2 separate regions of the Macaca mulatta genome follow, and region 1 is linked to region 2. The links are chromatin contacts, called in public Hi-C maps. All regions are on one chromosome and are shown on one strand. Each heading gives the region's core, a stretch centred on a gene start, on an enhancer-like site or on the middle of the called end of the contact. The rest is flanking DNA. Distances are from core to core; before and after follow the strand shown. Region 1 holds the start of SERPINE1 (serpin family E member 1). Region 2 holds the start of TRIM56 (tripartite motif containing 56).

What was found. A called contact is a pair of places that touch in the nucleus more often than the background predicts.
Region 1: a contact with region 2 is called in a Hi-C map of blood, with 3 times the contacts expected there. The contact joins the promoter of SERPINE1 here to the promoter of TRIM56 in region 2. A contact is called at or near these places in 3 of 14 Hi-C or Micro-C datasets (blood, fibroblasts and liver).

Annotation. Positions count from the first base shown.
Region 1 is chr3:48,385,405-48,391,772 of T2T-MMU8v2.0, reverse strand. SERPINE1 (serpin family E member 1) reads right to left here and starts at 2,534. Exons shown (of 10, transcript XM_077996533.1): 1 at 1,936-2,534; 2 at 532-803. The coding sequence starts at 802.
Region 2 is chr3:48,346,666-48,352,945 of T2T-MMU8v2.0, reverse strand. TRIM56 (tripartite motif containing 56) reads right to left here and starts at 3,943. Exons shown (of 5, transcript XM_077996501.1): 1 at 3,674-3,943; 2 at 3,272-3,484; 3 at 2,993-3,078; 4 at 2,083-2,236; 5 at 1-1,930. The coding sequence starts at 1,929.

The DNA of each region.
Region 1 (6,368 bases), core at 1,285-3,784, 40 kb before region 2:
TCACTGCAAGCTCCACCTCCCAAGTTCACACCATTCTCCTGCCTCAGCCTGCTGAGTAGCTGGGACTACAGGCGCTTGCCACCATGCCTGGCTAATTTTTTTGTATTTTTAGTAGACACGGGGTTTTACCATGTTAGCCAGGATGATCTCAATCTCCTGACCTCCTGATCTGCCCGCCTCAGCCTCTCAAAATGCTGAGATTACAGGCGTGAGCCACCGTGCCCGGCCCATGAATTCTTTAGGACAGCCCTCTGTGGTTGGTATTTTTATGATCCTCATTTAATAGATGGGCAAACTGAGGCTTAATGAGGTTAAGATCATGCGGTGGTGAATAAGCGGTAAATCCACTGGCCAGACACCCTTGGCAATTCAAGGGTCCAGTGACTTGGGGTGTAGTGGGAAGAAGATGGGGTGGCCCCTGCAGCACAGCTGTATGGGGCTTGGCTCGGCTAAGCCAGAGCCAGCCTTTCCTTGGCTTCTGGTTGGTCTATTTTGCATGCCTCCCACCTCCCCCAGTGTCCCGTGGCTCACCATCAATCTTGAATCCCATGGCCGCTTGGATCTGCTGCCGGGTTTCTCCTCCCGTTGTCAGCTGGAGCATGGCCAACACCGAGGCCACCCCATAGGGTGAGAAAACCACGTTGCGGTCTTTGGAGGCCTGCGCCACCTGCTGAAACACCCTAACCCCGAAGTCTGAGGCCAGGTGGGCCACGTAGGATGGGGGATGGTGCACAGTGGACCCTTCACCAAAGACGAAGGCCAGGCCCAGGACTAGGCAGGCGAGGGCTGGAGACATCTGCATCCTAGAGCAATGGAAAGAGGGCTGGTGAAGGAATCTTTCTGGAAGACAGGCGGGAGGGGAGGGGAGCTGGCCAGCTGTGGGCCCTGCTCTTCTTGTTTCCTGCAAGCAGGTGGTGGGTGAACACTAGGGCAAGGTGCAGGAACAGACCATGACACATTCAGATTCTTAGCCCGTCCCACTCCATCTCACTCAGACTGACTTATCCCCGGGCAGTGGCAGGGAGTCTTTGGCCATCTTGCCCTACGGGAATCTTGGAATCCAGTCCATCTGCCTTCCCTCTGTGTCCCGCTGCCTTTGCAGCACAGGGGGGATTTAGCCCAGGCTCAATTATCAATTATCACATCTTTGATTTGCATGAGCCTTTACATTTGCTTTCTTTTCCTTCCTTCCTTCCTTCCTTCCTTCCTTCCTTCCTTCCTTCCTTCCTTCCTTCCTTCCTTCTCTCTCTCTTTCTTTCCTTCCTCTTTCTCTTTCTCTCTCTTTCTCTCTTTCTTCCTTCCTTCCTTCCTTTCATTCATTTTTTGAGACAGAGTCTTGCTCCGTCATCCAGGCTGGGTGCAATGGCTCAATCTTGGCTCACTGCAGCCTCTGCCTCCCTGGCTCAAGCAATCCTCCCACCTCAGCCTCCCAATTAGCTGGGAATACAGGCACACCAGCACGCCCAGCTAATTTTTGTATTTTTTTTTTGGGAGAACAGGGTTTTGCCATGTTGCCCAGGCTGGTCTCAAACTCCTGGGCTCAAGTTATCTGCCTGCCTCAGCCTCACAAAGTCCTGGGATTACAGGCATGAGCCACAGTGCCTGGCCTTAATTCTCTTATAATGCTTTCCCAGTGATTGTTTCATTCAAGTTAGCAGGTATGAGGTGGGAAATGGGTAAGTGTCTTGATGCAGAGAGACCGAGAGAGTCAAGGTTCTTGTTTCTGGGTGATGGGGTTGTTGATGGGGCCTGACCATCCTCCCTGCTCTCCTGCAGTCACCCCAGGATAGGGTCGACTCAAGGCTGCAGGTCTGAGAAAAAGAAAATAGAGGAATAGCGGGGGATGATGGAGGGAGGGGACTCTGGGGAGACAAGTTCTCTGCCTTACTTCTAAGCCCGAAGTAAGAGGTTGGAGGGAGTTTGCTTTTCTCCTACCTGAAGTTCTCAGAGGTGCTTTGCGATTGGCGGTTCGACCTGCCCTGGCGGCGGCTGCTGAGCTGCAGGAATTCAGTTGCTGGAGGGGGGCGTGTGGCTCTTCTTGACAGTGCTCTTGGCCCTGCAGCCAGACACAGCTGTGCTCCTCCGTGGGCCGCTGCCTCCTTTTATACCAGATGTGGGCAGGAAATAGATGAACTCATACTCCAGCCCCACCCACTCGCTGGCTCTGGGAGTCCGTCTGAACAGCCAGCGGGGCCCCCTTCCCTCGACACCTCCCTCTCCCGGACTTGCTGAGGCATGTGTGTGTGTGTGTGTGTGCGTGCTGCTCTGTGTGTGTACGTGTGTAAGAGGGTTCAGGAACAATTAAGCAAACCCCAATAGCCTTGGCCTGAGGACCTCGCTTGACCCTTCTGCCCTCTGCCTGTGTCTGTCTCTCCCGGATGTCCTGCCAGGTTGACCGTCTGCCATACCGGGTGACCCAAAAAGCCCAGGACCCCTAGTGTTCAGCTTGGAGAAAAAAAACCAGCTCATGTTGCCTGCTTTTCCTTTGGAGAACCAGGTCACTGTGGAGTTATCAAAGATAACCTCCATCAAAATGTGGATGTTTTTCCCCCGGGGCTGTCCACCCGGTGCCCCGGGCCACCTCCAGGAAACAGCGCCCCTCCCTCCTCCTGGGCCTAGCCCAGCAGCCACAGGGCATGCAGCCAGCCACGTGATTGTCTAGGTTTTGTCTGTCTAGGACTTTGGTCCAACAGAGGACTCTTGGTCTTTCCCTCATCCCCGCCATGTGCCCAGCCGCCTCCGATGATACATGGCTGACTCCCCCACGTGTCCAGACTCTCTCCGTGCCCCTGAGGGCTCTCTTGTGTCAACAACCTTGTCTGACTGGGGTTGGAGGTGTGCTGGGTGGGGCGGTGGTGGCTGAACGGGACCAGGGGTTGTTACCATGGTAAAGGCTTGGCAAGGAAACAGGAGACCAACGTGTAAGTTTCACTTCTTCGAGCTGCCCGCTAGGACTTGGGGCAGCTGGTGCTTTATCCTCTTCCTCCAGAAACAGACACGAGGGGAAGAGGGATAGAAGCAGAGTGTCAATTCACGGCGGGTTTGCAGGGTGTGCTTCTAGGGCAAGGGGGTGAGGGGAAGAAGAGTGACTGATAGATTCTGAGCAGCAGTGGTCCTCAACGTTTTTGGCACCAGGGACCGGTTTCATGGAAGACAATTTTTTCACAGACCAGGGTGGGATGCTTTCAGGATGATTCAAGTGCATTACATTTATTGTGTGCTTTATTTCTGTTATTATTACGTTGTAACATATATAATGAAATAATTCCACAATTCACCATCGTGTAGAATCAGTGGGACCCCTGAGCTTGTTTTCCTGCAACTAGACGGTCCATCTGGGGTGATGGGAGACATGACAGATCATCAGGCATTCGATTCTCATAGGGAGCGTGCAACCTACATCCCTCACATGAACAGTTTAGAACAGGGTTCAAGCTCCTATGAGAATCTAATGCCGCCGCTGATCTGACAGGAGGCGGAGCTCAGGTGGTAATGCAAGCGATGGGGAGTGGCTGTAACTACAGATGAAATTTCATTCACCTGCCACTCACCTCCTGCTATGTAGCCTGGTTCCTAACAGGGCATTGACCAGTACCAGCCCCTGGCCCAGAGGTTGGGGACCTCTGCTGTAGAGGGTGGAAACTGGCTAGCCGTGGGTGAGCATGTAGGACTAGACTAGTGGATTTTGCTTTTCGGTTTTTTTTTTTTTTTTTTTTTTGAGATGGAGTCTTGTTTTGTTGCCCAGGCTGAGTGCAGTAGCACTATCTTGGCTCACTGCAATCTCCGCCTCCTGGGTTCCTGGGTTCAAGCGATTCTCCTGCCTCAGCCTCCCGAGTAGCTGGGATTACAGGTGCGCACTACCATGCCCGGCTAATTTTTGTATTTTAGTAGAGACGGGGTTTCAACATGTTGGTCAGGCTGGTCTCGAACTCCTGACCTTGTGATCCAGCTGCCTCAGCCTCCCAAAGTGCTGGGATTACAGGCATGAGCCACTGTGCCTGGCCGCATTTGGGGTTTTGACAGGGTCAGGCGCCCTTGGCCGTGTGGCCTAGATGTTGTGGATGTAAGGGTGGCCAGGGTGCTGCCCAGGGGGTCCTGTATCGGAGAGATGGCATACTTGGGGTCCACACACAGTTGAGTTTTGTGTAGATGGTGGGGTTTAATTGGGAGAATCCATGGAGACAGCTGGTAGCAGAGTCACAGGAAGTTTCAGTGGGTGGAAGCGTCGGATGTTTGTTTTGGATTTTTTCAGTAAACAGATACCAAGGGCAACCACTCTGAGCAGTCCTCCTGCTTTTTAATCTGCCTTAGGCTTTGTTTTCTCACAGCTGGCGGGCAAAGAGAGGAGAACTTCGGTCGGTCGGAAAGTTAGGCTCACAGACTCATTAGGAGAACTCTTCCTGTGAAACTGCCTCTTGTTTATGTCTTTTTCCTTTTCTTAGTTGTGGTTTGGAGTCCCTGAGAGTGTGGTTAGTGGTGAGGAAGAAGAAACTGCCTTGACCTCTTGGATGAAGACAAGTCCAGCCCCAAACCCATCTTTTATTTATTTATTTATTTATTTTTTTGAGACAGGGTCTCACTCTGTCACCAAGGCTGGAGTGCTGTGGTGTGATCATAGCTCACTGTAGACTTGAACTCCTGGGCTCAAGCAAGTAAGTACTAGGGACTACAGGCAAGCACCACCACGCCCAGCTAATGATTATTTTTTCTTATACAGACAGTCTTGCTATGTTGACCAGGCTGGTTTTGAACTCCTGGGCTGGAACAATCCTCTCACCTTTGCCTCCCAAAGTGTATAAGCCACCATGCTCAGTCGTCCCAAACTTATCTCTTGTCCTCAAAAGCACCCCAAGGTTGGGTATGGTGGCTCACACCTGTAATCCTAGCACTTTGGGAGGCTAAGGCGGGTGGATCACTTGAGGCCAGGAGTTCAAGACCAACCTGGCCAATATGGTGACACCCCATCTCTACTAAAAGTACAAAAATTAGCTAGGCATGGTGGTGCATGCCTGTAATCCCAGCTGCTTGGGAGGCTGAGGCAGGAGAATCTTTTGAACCTGGGAGGTGGAGGTTGCAGTGAGCCGAGATCATCCTATTGCACTCCAGCCTGGGTGACAGAGTAAGAATCCATCTCAAAAAAAAAAAAAAAAAGTACCCCCCAAGGCTTTGCTCTCTGACCTTAAGGATCAGAGGGGAACAGGGATCAGGGAGTACCAAGCCTCAAGGACTTGAAAGATCAATGGTTCTAGAAATAGCTAGATGTGGCCTCCTCAGGTGTCAATGCCGGCCTCTCCAGCCTGCAGCTTAGCCTCCATCCCTGCCTGTCATACCAGGAGCCATTGTCCCATACCTTGCCAGGTCTCTGCTATTTTCTGTGGACAGCCAGGGCTCTGCAGGAACAGTCACCAATTTAGTCCCCACTGATAGACTGGGTGGATGATCCTGATGCTGATCCAAAACAGACACCCCAGCTGGGTGTGGTGGCTCACACCTGTAATCCCAGTCTTTGGGGAGGCTGAGGCAGGAGGATTACTTGAGCCCAGGAATTTGAGCCAGACTGGGCAACACAGTGAGATCCTATCTCTACCAAAAAAAAAAAAAAAAAGAAAAACAAATTAACCCGTGTGCCTATGGTCCCAGCTACCTGGGAAGCTGAGGTAGGAGGATCACTTGAGCCTAGGAGCTCAAGGCTGCAGTGAGCTATGATCGCACCACTGCACTCCAGCCTGGGGGACAAAGAGAGACCTGTCTCAAAGGACAAGGCAAAGAGCAAAAAGGACATTCCATCCTTGGGCACGGGAGAGCTGGGGAACAGCTCTAGTCCTGATTGGGGTGGAGGGTGGAGAGCGTTTTACTTTGGACTTTGGACTCAGAAGTGACTGACTTACTAAGGGGTCTTTACCCAAATCGGTGGAAACTTGTAGGCATAAGGAGGATGTGAAGTTTCCGATTTCTCCCTTGACTCTGATGAGCTGGGGCTGCCTAGCTGCTCTAGAACCTGGACTTGGAGTGAAACCCCATCTCTATTTTAAAAAAATACAAAAATTAGCCGGGCATGGCGGCACGCACCTGTAGTCCCAGCTACTCGGGAGCCTGAGGTGGGAGAATCTTTTGAACCCGGGAGGTGGAGGTTGCAGTGAGCTGAGATTGCACCACCGCACTCCAGCTTCAGAGACAGAGCAAGATCGTCTCAAATAAATAACAAGATTGTCTCAAATAAATAAATAAATAAATAAATAAATAGAACCCAGACTTGGCCATGACCCCTGCCTCTACTTCATGCACGTGGCCCTGCCTTCTCTTGCCTGCCTTAGGCGCTGAGCCCTTCCATCCCAGGGTCCAGCTGCCTGCGGGCTGCTCCCCAGCTG
Region 2 (6,280 bases), core at 2,694-5,193:
GCTGGTGGTCAGAAACACCAGTGCCCGCAGGCCCCGGCTGGCCTTGCCTCCAGGAATGAACCGGGTGGCCAGGCTGCCTTCCATATTGTACACCTCCACGTGGCCCGCCACGCTGACAGCCACACGGTCCCCGCTTGGCAGTGCCGCCACCGCGTGGCTGGCCTGGGAGAGGCTCAGGGCCCGGCGCCACTGCACCTCGCCATCGGGGCTGATGAGATAGAGCCGTGCACCAGCGGAGAAGGCCACGGCGCTCTGCAGGGCAGCCACGCTGCAAGGGGAGCAGCCCTCAGGGACCGGCACGGTGCCCTTGTAGTCGCCGTTGAGGGAGAAGCATTTCAGCGCCCGATTCTGCTCATCCGCCACCAGGATCTCCCGGGGGCCGAAGGGACACAGTCCAGTGATCCGGGGGGACCGCTTGTCCCCAGGCATCCGCGTGGGGAAACTGCAGGAAAAGATGGGTCTGGGGAGGAGGCCAGAGCCGTCCAGGTTCGGGCCCAGTGCTGGGCTGGGCTCTCGGGAAATTGACTTGAGCCTGCCTTTGAACTTTTTCTTCTTGTTTGGTCTGCCACCCCTGTGGGGCTGGGGTCCTCCATCCTCGTGGGGTATCTGGGCCCTGTCCTCCTCCAAGGTCTGGACTCCGTCTTCTCGGGTTGTCTGGGCTTTTTCCTCTTTGGGGGTCTGGGCTCCATCTCTGGCCTGGGGTTGGACCCCACCCTGTCTCTCCGTCTTCGGTGCATCCTCTCTCCTGCTCTGGCTCTCCTCACCTCCCTGGGTACCAGCTCCGTCTTTCCCACCATCCTTCTGGGGCTGCTGCTCCTCAAAGGACAGCTGAAGCAGGTGGCAGTTCTTGTCCAGCAGCCCAGGATGGAGCTCCAGCTGCGGGAGCAGGCAGGGGGCCGGCCCCGGTGCCCAGGGGCAGCCCTGCAGCTGCCGGAGCCGCTGCGCAATTGCCCCTTCCAGGGAGAGAATCTCAGCCTCTCGCCCCAGGCTGAGTACCCGGCGGGCGAAGGCGGCTGCCGCCCTGGCCACCTGCTCACGGCCCTCGAGCTCTGCCAGCCTCCCCCGAGCAGCCTCTTCAGCAGCCTCCACGTGGGCTCGTAGCTGCCCCAGCACCTCCTGCTTCTGGGCCAGCAGGGCCCGGAGGACGCCCTCAGCCGCCTCCTCTACCTGTGTCCCCACCCGGGCCGCCTGCTCCCGCAGCCGGGCCAGCGCCTCCTTCTCCACCCTCCGCGCCGCCTCCAGCTCCACCAGGTTACTGTCCACACCGGCCAGCAGCTCCTCCAGGCCCGGCCTCCGGGCACGCACAGCCTCAGCCAGAGGTAGGCAGGGGTGGTCCAGGTGGGGGTCTAGGCGGCACTCTCTGCACAGCAACTGTGAGCAGGGCTGGCACAGGAAGCGCAGTGCCTCCCCGGGGTGCTGGGGACACTGGGTGGCCTGGCGCTCCCGGGCCTCCTCATCATACCATCCCGCCCTGTAGCCCACCAGGTCCACCACGCGGTGGGTGTGGGTCTGGCGGGTGCAGCGGTGCCCGTCGGCACAGGCCTGGCACAAGTCATCGGCACAGTCCAGGCACCGGGCCGTGGCCGGCCCCCCGGCGCTGGTGCCACCCACCAGGGGACACAGGGCACAGGCTGGCTTCCCGGCACGCAGGTCTCCACAGGCTCGAGCCTTCACCAGGTCCAGCAGCCCATTGACGAAGAAGTTGGTCTTGAAGGCGGCCACACCCTCAGGTGGCACGGGCACGGTTTCGCGACATTCAGGGCAGCGGATGCGGCTGCCATCGGCCAGCTGGCCCAGGCAGTCCTGGCAGTAGGTATGCAGGCAGGGCAGTGTCTTGGGTGCCTGCAGCTGCTCCAGGCAGATTTTACAGGCCAGAAAGTCGCTGCTCAAGGCCTCTAGGAGGGAGGGCGAGGACCCGTGGGAAACCATGCTGCAGGTAGAGGCATCAGGATCAGAGTTGAGAACGCACCTTCACCAGCTCACCATCTAGCTTCTACCCCGACCCCCCACCGTCCTCAAGCCCCACGGGATCCCCAGGGCTAGGGGCTGACCCAATGGCCGGGAAGGAACCTAAGGTCTCACCTGAATGGCCAGGAACTTCCTTCTAGTCTTCTGAGGACTTGGGCCACTTGCTCTTGAGCGAAGGAACTGCCCTCCTCCCTCTTCTCCTCTTCCTCCACTTCCGTGTGTACATCCAGCAAACGTAAAAATGTCAATGCTACTTGTTGGATCAGACCTGCGAGAAATGACAAGACCAGGAGTCCCTGGCCTTAGCTAATGATCGAATCCTCAGCGTCCCCAGTTCACAGGCCTTGTGGCAAACGTGGTGCAAGCCCTCCTGTGTGCACAGGTACCGGGGTCCTGCTGTATGGGGTTCCAGGGTGCGAGGGGCAGGCAGTAAGGACACAGATGGGGATCCCAGTGGGCAGAGATGCCTAGGTCCTGCCAGTTAGGATAGGATCTTGCAGTAGTTTAGGGGGCTTTAGTCCTCCAAGCCCCATACACCTGCCTTCTTTTTATTTTATTTTATTTTACTTTTTAGCAATAGGGTCACCCTCTGTCACCCAGGCTGGAGTGCAGTGGTGCGATCATAGTTCACTGCAGCCTCAAACTCCTAGACTCAAGTCTCTCGAGTAGTTGGGAGTACAGGCATGTGCCACCACACCCAGCCTTTTTTTTTTTTTTGAGACAGAGTCTCACTCTGTTGCCCAGGCTGGAGTGCAGTTGTGCAATCTTGGCTCACTGCAACCTCCACCTGCCAGGTTCAAGTGATTCTCCTGTCTCAGCCTCCCAAGTAGCTGTGATTACAGGTGCGCACCATCATGCCTGGCTAATTTTTGTATGTTTAGTAGAAACAGAGTTTTGCTCTATCGGCCAGGCTGGTCTTGAACTCCTGACCTCAGGTGATCCGCCCTCCTCGGTCTCCCAAAGTGCTGGGATTATAGGCATGAGTCACCATGCCCAGGCACCCAGGCCATTTTTTTAAAATTACCACTTTTTGTAGAGCTGGAGTCTTGCTATGTTGCCCAGGCTGGTCTCCAACTCCTGGCCTCAGGTGATCCTCCCGTCTAGGCCTCCCTAAAGCATTAGGATTATAGGCATGAACTACCGTGCCCACCTGGCCACACACCTGTCTTCTGCTAGACCTGGGGCAGTGTCATGGGTGGTGAAGGCCCCACTTCCTGCATTCAACAGTTTCTAAAGCGGATTCTGGAGCGGGCAGAAAAAAGGCCTAGGGGAAGGGCCGGCCCCCTTCCCGCTGCTGGCTCACCCTCCGATCGACTTGGCCTTGGCTTATCTCCTGGAGTTCTGTTCTTTTAGCTTTTCCTGCTGAACGCATTCCAGAAACCTCTGGAGGGAGGGAGTCCTGAGCTCCTGGCACAGTGGCTGAGACCTACTTGTTGGGCAGACTTGGTGGAATGTCCCCTTTTCTGGGGCCGGGAGGAGACCTCAGAGAGTGGGACGGGGTCTTTCTTGCGGGGACCTGTGGCCACGGAGCGGGAGGGAGGCGGGTGCAGTTTTCCGCCTGCCCTCTCCTCCTGCCTTCCGGGTGCCTCTTCCCCTCCGCGCTCCCCTCCCTTCCTCCTCCTCCTCCCGTGCTCTCTATCCCCTCCCCTCCCCCTACTCCCTCCGCTCAGTCCTTCCTATAGCTGTGCCGCCCCCAACCCCTTACCTAGCCAGAGCGGATCTTGGCCTCTAGGATGGCGAGGGGGCCTGGGGCCTGGAGGCCGCTGTTGCTGGGTGCCTGAAAAAGAAACAAAACTGAAACTAATTGTACTTGTGGTGCAACTTCCGTCCCAGCCGGGGACACACCGACTCGCCTCGCACAGCCTCAGGCCCCGCCTTCCTCCCCACCCGGCCCTGTCCTCTCCCTCGGAGGCCCCCACCCCAGCAGTGGGCAGGATTGGGCTGGAGTCCACCAGCCAGGTCTGTCTGTCAGTCCAGCCTCAGGGCTAAGTGTGTGTATGTCATAAACGGAACTACCTGAGGGCAGGTTCTCTGAGCAGAGGGTGGAGGGTCACAGGGTTTATTTGTGGGAAGAAATGAGGGCTCATCCATGATTCAGAGACCAGGGTAACTAGACAGCAGGGCCCCAGGCAGGGTCTGCAGCTTTGCTAACACCCCTGGCAGGCAGGTGCCTGCAAAGCCTCATTTCATAAACCTTTGCTGAGCTGTAGGAGAGGTTGTGGGGGATCGGATAAGAAGCCTCAAGCTGAGGGAACAGCACAGGCTTCCTGGAGGAGGCATCAGTGAGATGAGTTTAAAGAAGGCAGGAGGATCTCTTGAGCCCAGGAGTTCAAGACCAGCCTGGGCAATATGGTGAGACCCAGTCTCCACAAAAAATTAAAAAACTAGCTGTGCATGGTAGCACATACCTGTAGTCTCAGATACTCAGGAGGCTGAAGCAGGAGGATCACTTGAGCCCAGGAGGTCGAGGCTGCAGTGAGCCATGATGGTGCCACTGCACTCCAGCCTGGAGGACAGAGCAAGACCCTGTCTAAAAAATAAAACAGGCCAGGCGCAGTGGCTCAAGCCTGTAATCCCAGCACTTTGGGAGGCCGAGATGGGCGCATCACGAGGTCAGGAGATCGAGACCATCCTGGCTAATACAGTGAAACCCTGTCTCTACTAAAAAATACAAAAAACTAGCCGGTTGAGGTGGCGGGCGCCTGTAGTCCCAGCTACTCAGGAGTCTGAGGCAGGAGAATGGCGTGAACCCGGGAGGCGGAGCTTGCAGTGAGCTGAGATCGCGCCATTGCACTCCAGCCTGGGCGACGGAGCCAGACTCCCTCTCAAAAAAAAAAAAAAGAAGAACTTGAAAGAATTGCAGTGAGCACCCATATCTCCACAATTTCTGTTCTACAATTATCATTTTAGCATAGTTAATTAATTACATACATATGTATATTTGTTCCTTTTTATCCACATGGCGGAATTTAGGTAGGAAAGTGAACCTGTGAGAGCTCACTCTGGCAGCAGTGGAGAGGACAGAAGGGAGCCTGACCTCAGGGTCTGGGTGAAAGGTCTCCAGGGGCTGAGACATAGATGCCACAGAGGTAGGTGGAAATCCAAAAGAGAGAGGGTCACAGAGGCCACAGCGGGAAATGCTGCACTTCTGGAAGGACGAGGGGTTCTTCTAGAATGCTGCTGACCAGACGGGCAACCAAGGTGAGGACAGAAAAATAGGCGGGGCACAGTGGCTCACACCTGTAATCCCAGCGCTTTGGGAGGATCACTTGAGGCCAGGAGCTCGGGACTAGCCTAGTCAACATGGTAAAACCTTGTCTCTACTAAAACTAAAAAATAAAAATAAAAAACCAAACTTAGCCAGGCATGGTGACAGGCACCTGTAATCTTAGCTACTTAGGAGGCTGAGGCAGGAGAACCGCTTAAACCTGGGAGGCAGAGGTTGCAGTGAGCCTAGATTGCGCCATTGCACTCCTGGGCAACAGAGTGAGACTCTATCTCAAAATATATATTAGCTGCCTGGTGGCTCCCAGCTGAAGTCCCAGCTATTCAGGAGGCTGAAGCAGGAGGTTCACTTGAGCCCAGGAATTCAAGGTTGCATGCACCATGATCATGCCCCTGCACTCCAGCCTGGGTGACAGATCAAGACTATCTCTAAAAAAAAAAAAATTAAAAATTAAAATTAAAATTAAATTCCATGTTGTGAATCTCGTAAGGTCTTAATATAATGGTCAAGGAAGGCCATTATAAGGCTTCCAGTAGGGAAGTTTGGACTTTGTCCTATAGGTATTGGAGGGGGTGGCCAGCACAGACATTTGTTTGTTTGTGTTTTGTTTGTTTGTTTGTTTGTAGAGATGGGGTCTTTCTATGTTGCCTAGGCTAGTCCTGGGATTATAGGCATGGGCTACTAAGCCCGGCCCCCAGCAGAGGTTTTTAATCCTAAATTATAATATGGATACTTTAAAACACTCATATCATCCTTTTAATGCAATTAACTATTTCTTTCCCGTGTATATGCCCTTTGGTCTCTGTCCGTATTTTACATAATTATATTTTTAGGGTACATATACTTTTTGTCTATAAAACTTAGCACTATACTAACCGGTAAACAAAATTATGAGGCCAGGTGTGGTGGCCCATGCTTGTAATCCCAGCACTTTGGGAGGCCAAGGTGGGAGGATTGCTTGAGTTCAGGAGTTGGAGACCAGCCTGGGTGACGTACTGAGACCCCCTGTCTCTGCTGGAAAAATAAAAAATTAGAAAGAGGGTACATGTTCTCAGGATCTCCCAGGGCTGTGTCACAAGTCATTAA